Regions from separate parts of the Pan troglodytes genome. Here region 2 is linked to region 1. Evidence: chromatin contacts called from public Hi-C data. All regions are on one chromosome and are shown on one strand. The core of a region is the stretch at or near the end of the contact, and the rest is flanking DNA. Distances in the headings are between cores, read along the strand shown. Region 1 overlaps CEP164 (centrosomal protein 164). Region 2 holds the start of DSCAML1 (DS cell adhesion molecule like 1).

What was found. Hi-C and Micro-C count contacts between places; a contact is called where the count stands out from the background.
Region 2: a contact with region 1 is called in a Hi-C map of induced pluripotent stem cells, with 3 times the contacts expected there. The contact joins the promoter of DSCAML1 here to the enhancer-like site in region 1. A contact is called at or near these places in 3 of 7 Hi-C or Micro-C datasets (induced pluripotent stem cells and stem cell-derived neural progenitor cells) and 1 of 1 other capture datasets (stem cell-derived neural stem cells).

The regions. Positions count from the first base shown.
Region 1 is chr9:119,385,546-119,388,816 of NHGRI_mPanTro3-v2.0_pri, reverse strand. All of the region lies in intron 34 of CEP164 (centrosomal protein 164), which reads right to left. DSCAML1 (DS cell adhesion molecule like 1) reads left to right here. Exons shown (of 33, transcript XM_001158737.6): 21 at 1,137-1,290. Among named protein-coding and RNA genes, the nearest start is that of CEP164, 120 kb to the right of the region's middle. Within about 2 kb of position 1,471, at least 8 of the 24 cell types and tissues checked have an H3K27ac peak or open chromatin away from gene starts, as enhancers often do. A contact at or near this core is called in induced pluripotent stem cells, where this site is marked.
Region 2 is chr9:119,737,838-119,741,108 of NHGRI_mPanTro3-v2.0_pri, reverse strand. It overlaps DSCAML1 (DS cell adhesion molecule like 1), which reads left to right and starts at 1,554. Exons shown (of 33, transcript XM_001158737.6): 1 at 1,554-1,752. The coding sequence starts at 1,707. All of the region lies in intron 1 of CD3E (CD3 epsilon subunit of T-cell receptor complex), which reads right to left.

The DNA.
Region 1 (3,271 bases), core at 222-2,721:
ATTGGGCCTCTCAGCCCCACTATGGGGCATGAAGAATGTCCCTCTGTGCCCATACATGCCTGGAGGTCTGTTCCTCAGCATGTGTGCATGCATCTACATGTGTGTGTGCTTGTGAGCGTGTGTGTGCAAGATCCTGTGACTGCAGAGATAACTAATTATTAGCTCCCTCTGGCCTCGGGCCCCCATCTGTTCTGGGGCTGCTCTCCCTCCCTGGACTTCCGCTCTGTTTTCAAAGGGGCCCTGGTGCTGTCCTCCTCTCCCTTCCCTGCGGCTGACCAAAAAATAAAATAAAATGAAAGTCAGCCCCATCCCGCCCGTGCCAGGGAAGAGGCTGACAGGAGGTCTGCAAACTAGCGCTTATCAAAAGCTCCTTCTCAAATTCATTTCAATATCTGAGCCTCTGGTTTCCAAGGCAACATAATCTTTTCATCAAAGCAACTGGTAAAACCACTGGGATCCGATATTGTTTTGTTGGCAACTTGTCAAAACTGTCATTTTGTTAAAAAAAAATTTTATAGATTTGTATAACCTACAAATATATATGGTGATCTATACCACTAATAATCATTAATAAAGTGCTACCCAGTAAAGCTTTCATAGTTCCTTCTCCCGCCCCCTCCTCCCTGGACGGGCGGGCATGCTGCCTGCAAAATGCAGGAGTGGTAATTAGACGGCAGGGCTAGGAGGTGACGGGAGCCAGGGCAGGCTGCAGCAGCCTGTCTCCAACCCTCATCAGGCAGAGGCAGTCATTTGCCTTCTTCCTGAAGACTCTTTCCTCAGGGCTTTCCTGGGACCCCCTGTCCCCCATTCTCCCTTCTCCTGGCTACCCCGTCCCTCACCTAAAGTACTCACATCCTCTGGCCTGAGCCACAGCTGCCAGAGCGTGGATCAGTTAAAGAGGTAAACTGAGGCTGACCCAGCAACACCACGAGGCAGGCCCATCAGCTCCCAGGGACCAAACCCAGGGCACACTCTGTCCGCTGCATCTCTAAAACTTGGAAAGGGCAAATAGGACAGAATCCTGCCTCGCATCTGACCCCGCCATCCTCTCCTCTGAGCCCCGGGCACTGAGGAAGATTTGGATGCTGGAGGGCCCCAGTTCTGCTTCTTAGAGCCTCTTTGCCTCTGCCCCGCAGGCTCCCAGCGAGTACGAGACGAGTCCAGAGCAGCTCTTCTACCGGATCGCCCACCTAAACCGCGGTCAGCAGTATCTGCTGTGGGTGGCCGCCGTCACCTCTGCCGGCCGGGGCAACAGCAGCGAGAAGGTGACCATCGAGCCTGCTGGCAAGGGTGAGAAGCCTGAGGCTGTGGCAGAGGGGCAAACACTTCCAAAAGCTCCCTTACAGAATCCTGGTTCTCCCCAGACAGGGTCTCTGCCTGCTTCGCTTTATCTGCCACCCAGCTGTGAGGAACTGGCCACCCGCCTGCCTCCCGCACACACCAAGACTGGGCCTCTGCTGCCCCCTGACTCCAGCAAAGCCTCACAACAGGCTGCCTCCAGCTCTTGCCTGGGGCGGGTGGACAGGGTGCACTCAGTTCCCGAGGTCCAAACCCTACTCCCAGCTTGAAAAAAGGGGAGTCGCCTCTACCCCCAATTCAAAGCCGGGCCTTTGTCCCAATGCTCAGCTCCTCCAGAGGTGCCTACAGCCGGGTGTGCTGCTTCCACAGAGCAGCTGAGGCTCAAAGGAGAGCCCCCGTGCTGAACTGGACACCGGGCAGGGGTGATTCCGGCGATGGCGGATTCCTGCGATCCGCAGACCTTTACGCAGCGCGTGCTGTGAAGGAAGGCTCTGGGCTAGAATCAGACCCTCTTAGGGAGTGCCCCACTGAATCTCTGACCGGCACATGAGTGTGCCATGGGGGCTGCACCCCCACTTTTCAGAGGAATGACACTTCCAAGGCCTCATCCCCAGGGCAAGCTGCAGCAGCCGCGCAGATAGAGCTGCAAGGCTGAGCGTCTGCCTCTCCCTGGGGCGTAGGAACTGGCCACAACTAGCCCAGGACCGCAGGTCCTCTACTTGCCGCTGGGCCTCCCTGGGCCCCTCCTCACTCCCCCACTCTCTTATCCACCGCAGCCCAGACGAGAGGAGGTGGTGCCTGCGCAGCCTGGCCACCCTACCGGGGCTACTCAAGCTTCTCTTGGCCCAAACATAAGAGCCCCAAGCCCTACCCTGCCGCGGGCTCAGAGCCAGCCAGCATCTGATCGAGGGCCTACGGTGGGCCAGGGGCTTCCACCTGCCCTGCCAGCAGGGCTTGTTGACCCATTCCACAGCTGAGCAACCTGAGGCAGGAGTGGCATGGGCTGCAAAGACAACCGGGAAGGAGTGAGCTAGCTCTCCCAGCGCCAAGTCAGGGCTCTTTCCACACAGCCTCAGCACCTCCTACCACCCCCTAACCCCTACCACCAACCTCTTCTTCAGGAAGGGAAGGGGCCTAAAGCCTATCACCCTTCCAGAACAGCTAGCACTGGCCCAGAGGCAGGAGTGTGAGGGCTGGGCATCTTTGCAGAAGGCTGGCCTCTTCTCCTGGGGGCATTAAATAAACACGGTCCTAGAGAGCTGTGGACTTCCTAGAACACATTCACACAGCATCACCTCACAGCTGCCCTGTGACGTGGGAAAGACAACCACTCCTGCCCCCTTCCCCCATACACACACACGCACACACACACTGCACACTCACATACATGTGCACACGCACAAACACATGCATATGCACGCGCACACACTTATACATACAGACCCACACTCATACACTTACGCACATACACATACTAATGTGCATACACATGCATACACACACTATACACACTAATACATGCATACACACATGCACACACACACTATACACACTAATACATGCATACACATATGCACACACATATACACACATACGCACTATACACACTAATACATGCACACACATGCACACGCATACACACGCGCACACACTAGACACTAATACATGCACACACATGCACACGCATACACACGCATACACACACCATACACACTACATGCATACACGCATATGCACATGCATATACACACGCATACATGCATGCATACACGTGCACTCACATATGCATACACACTAACATGCACACTCACATGCATGTGCACAAACACGCATCTGCACACACACATACACACACATCCACACACTCACATGCAGATGCACATACACACCCACACATACACACACATATGCACACACACCCTGAGACACAGAGATTCAGGGAGCCAACCCCAGTCTGTGGCAAAACCAGGTC
Region 2 (3,271 bases), core at 305-2,804, 350 kb before region 1:
ACAAGCTAAGCCCCAATTTTCTCACCCGTTTAAAGGCTGAACCTTGAAAACATTATGCTGAGTGAAGTAAGCCAAGCACAAAAGGATACATACTTTATGATCTCACTTATGAGGTACCTAGAATAAGCAACTTCATAGAGACAGAAAGTAGAATAGTGGTTGCCAGGAGCTGGGGGAGGGGAGGGGAAGGGGGAGTTATTATTTAATGGGTGCAGGACTCTGGGATGATGAAAAAGTTTTGGAAATGGTAAGTGATGATGGTTGCACATCGTGAATGTATTTAATGCCACAGAATAGTACACTTCAAATGGTTAAAATGGTAAATTTTATGTTATGTACATTTTAACATATAAAAAACACACTTTTCAAAATTTAGTTAAAATTTCTAGGGATATTTTGGCAAAACCTGGGAGTGAGGAGTCCCAATTCTCCCATGTGAACTTAGGCCGCACATTTCGAGGAAGTAAATTTTCTTCCTCTGGCAAATGCAGCTAGCCAGTGGACCCCTTCTCTCCCTCCAAACTTCGCACTCCACACCTTAGAGTCTGCCCAGGTACAGCCCAATTGTCAGGGCATACTCAAAGCAGCTTCCATGACCCTGCAAAGGGAGCTACAGTCCTGGCTCATAGGCCATTCTCAGGGATCCCTTCTCTGGGTTCTATGTATCCTCTTATTTTGGAATTAAGACGAAAGGAGGGCTTTCCAACCATATTGACCTTTTACAGCAGACCTGGCCCAGCCATGCCTGAGTCGCCAGTGCCCGAGCCAGTGCCTGACACAGCAGGTGCTCAACATTCATTTGGTCACTAAGAAGACGCCCTCACTCCAGTCCTATTCTATGCCACCTTCATAAAGATGAGTGTAAGGAATAAGCCAATTTCTGCCAGGCAGGAAAGCTATAGGGGTGGGTAGGTGAAGACAAAGGAGGAAGATACACAGTAGAGTAGACATTAAACTGCTCATTGTGAATAACCGTTTAAATAGTCACAATGTGCCAAGTGCTGAGGAAAATTCGAACAGAGTGCCAGGGGGTGGCTGGACTCATCTGGGGTTCTCCGGAGGGCAGGCTTGCGGAAGTCACGAGGGGTTGGAAGGGCAGCTATGAACTTTGGGGTGGGGAGTAGCACCAGACAGCACTGAAAAGCCTGGGATTCTACCCAGAGCGTCCATGCTCCTCCCGGGGAGGGAGTGGGGGCCGGGTAAGCTGAGTCCGAAAGAGGCAGGAAGCTCGTGTCCCAGGTGACTTAGGCCAGTAGAAACCGGGCATCCTTGGCTGAAGCATGGCAGGCTCTTGGCACATGGATGACACATGCCTGTCTGCGACCACAGGCTCCAAGCCGGTGGGTGACAGGGACCCCTCGCCTCTCAGACAGCGGAGCCGGGTCGGGGCGGTCTGGCCCGGGCCGCCGCTCCTGTTCCTGGGCTTGTGGGGCTGGGGTCCGTCTGGGCTCCGGGCTCGCGCGGCGCTCACCACCCGGGGTGCCGCGGGGGGGCGGGGAGAGCGGCCGCCTAGCCCAGCCCCGCGGATGACAGGAGCCGGGGAGCCGAGGAGGGAGGAGCCGCCGCCGCAGCCGAGCGCTGGGCTGAGGAGCAGAGAGAGCGGGGCGCGGAGTGCGGGCGGCTGGGAGCGCGCTGAGCGGGGGAGAGGCGCTGCCGCACGGCCGGCCACAGGACCACCTCCCCGGAGAATAGGGCCTCTTTATGGCATGTGGCTGGTAACTTTCCTCCTGCTCCTGGACTCTTTACACAAAGGTGAGACCTGCGCGGGCGGCTGGGCGGCGGAGGCGGCGGGGCCAGGGTGGCGCGGCTGGCGGCGAGGCGGGGTGCTCGGCGGGCTCCAGGTGCGTGGGGGGGGACCGACCGGGGTGCAAGACCCCGGGTGGGGCGCAGCGGGGCGGGGAAGGCACCCTGACAGGGGCTGAGTGAGAGTCAGCCCCCGACCGCTCCGCCAGCCACCCGCGTCTGCCGTTTTGGGGCGCGCCCGTAGGGGTGGTGGCGAAGGAGCCCCTCATCTCCCTGCTCCCTGCACGGCGGCAGTTCTGCCCTGGACCCCTCCCCCAGCCCCTTGCCCTCTTCCTGCGGCTTGGTGGCACTGGGACCCCGGAGTGCCCTCCGAGTCGAGGGGTCCTCTGGCCGTGACTCTTGACCTAGGAGTCCTCGCTTATTCAGGCCTCGGACTCGGCGGCTGATTCCTCCGCTATGTCCGTGCGCCCCTCTCCCGCCGCGGACCCCAGCCCTGGCGCGAATGTTGGCGCACCGCATGGCGCTTATCCGCGCATTGGCTGGAGGCAGGGTGGGGATAGTGAGAGTCCCGAGAGCTGGAGGTCCCTCGGATAGCAAGTTTGTTCTCCAAACCCAGAGGTCACCCTCCCCCGGCCCTACCCCACCCCTCTGCCCCGGCTCTAGCCCCGGCTTGGTGCGCCACCGTGGCCACCTCTGGCAGCGCGCCCCAAGGTGCGAGATTCTCCGCTTCCGCGCCTGGCCAGTTGGACCTGGGGACAAGTCTTCAGGCTGGGGGGCGTGTCCCTCTTCCCGGAGAGAGGGGGTTGCTAGGGGTGGGTCCAGGTGTCCGGCATGTCCAGACCTGCGGCTGGGGCGCTGCGTACCTGATCCGCAAGGCAGCCGGGATCGGGAGGTTGGAAGAGGGCAGACATTTCCGACTGAAGCCACCTGGGCACTGAGTCGGGACCAGGCAGGCGCGGGTAGTCTGGGTTCCAGGCTATCGCAGAGGACGTGCCCCCGGGCGCGCAGATGGCGGGAGATGAGGCGGCCGAACTCCGCGCCCTTGCGCGGTGGAGCACACACGCTCCAACAAGCTCAGCGTCACCTGTTCAGCCCTCTAACTTTTCTCCTTCTCGCCCCGGGGCGGCTTCTCTCTCCCTTTGCCCTGGCTGTTGCCCTGGCCGGGCGGCAACTCTTAACCCCAAGGCGATGAGGAAGGGCACTCCAGTGGAGGGTTGCCACCCGGGGAGGGGTCCAACCCTGCCCTGCCGGTGCTCCAGGGGTCTGGAGTCTGCAGGCTGCCGGAGCCCACTGCGATACATCGTGGGTTGGGGAAAAGAGGATAACCCTTATTTGTAGATACTGCCGGGTCAAAGCCAGACTCAAGGCCCAGATACTGCTGGCATTTACTAGGCGATCAGATTGCGGGACAAGGAAGGGTGGCCTCAAAAATCGTGGACAAAGTAGTTGAGTTTCTCAGGCCCAGTGGGGTCCCCCGGGTTACACACCAAGGCTGGTCTCTGCTGTTTAAGCCCTTGCCCCCCGCATC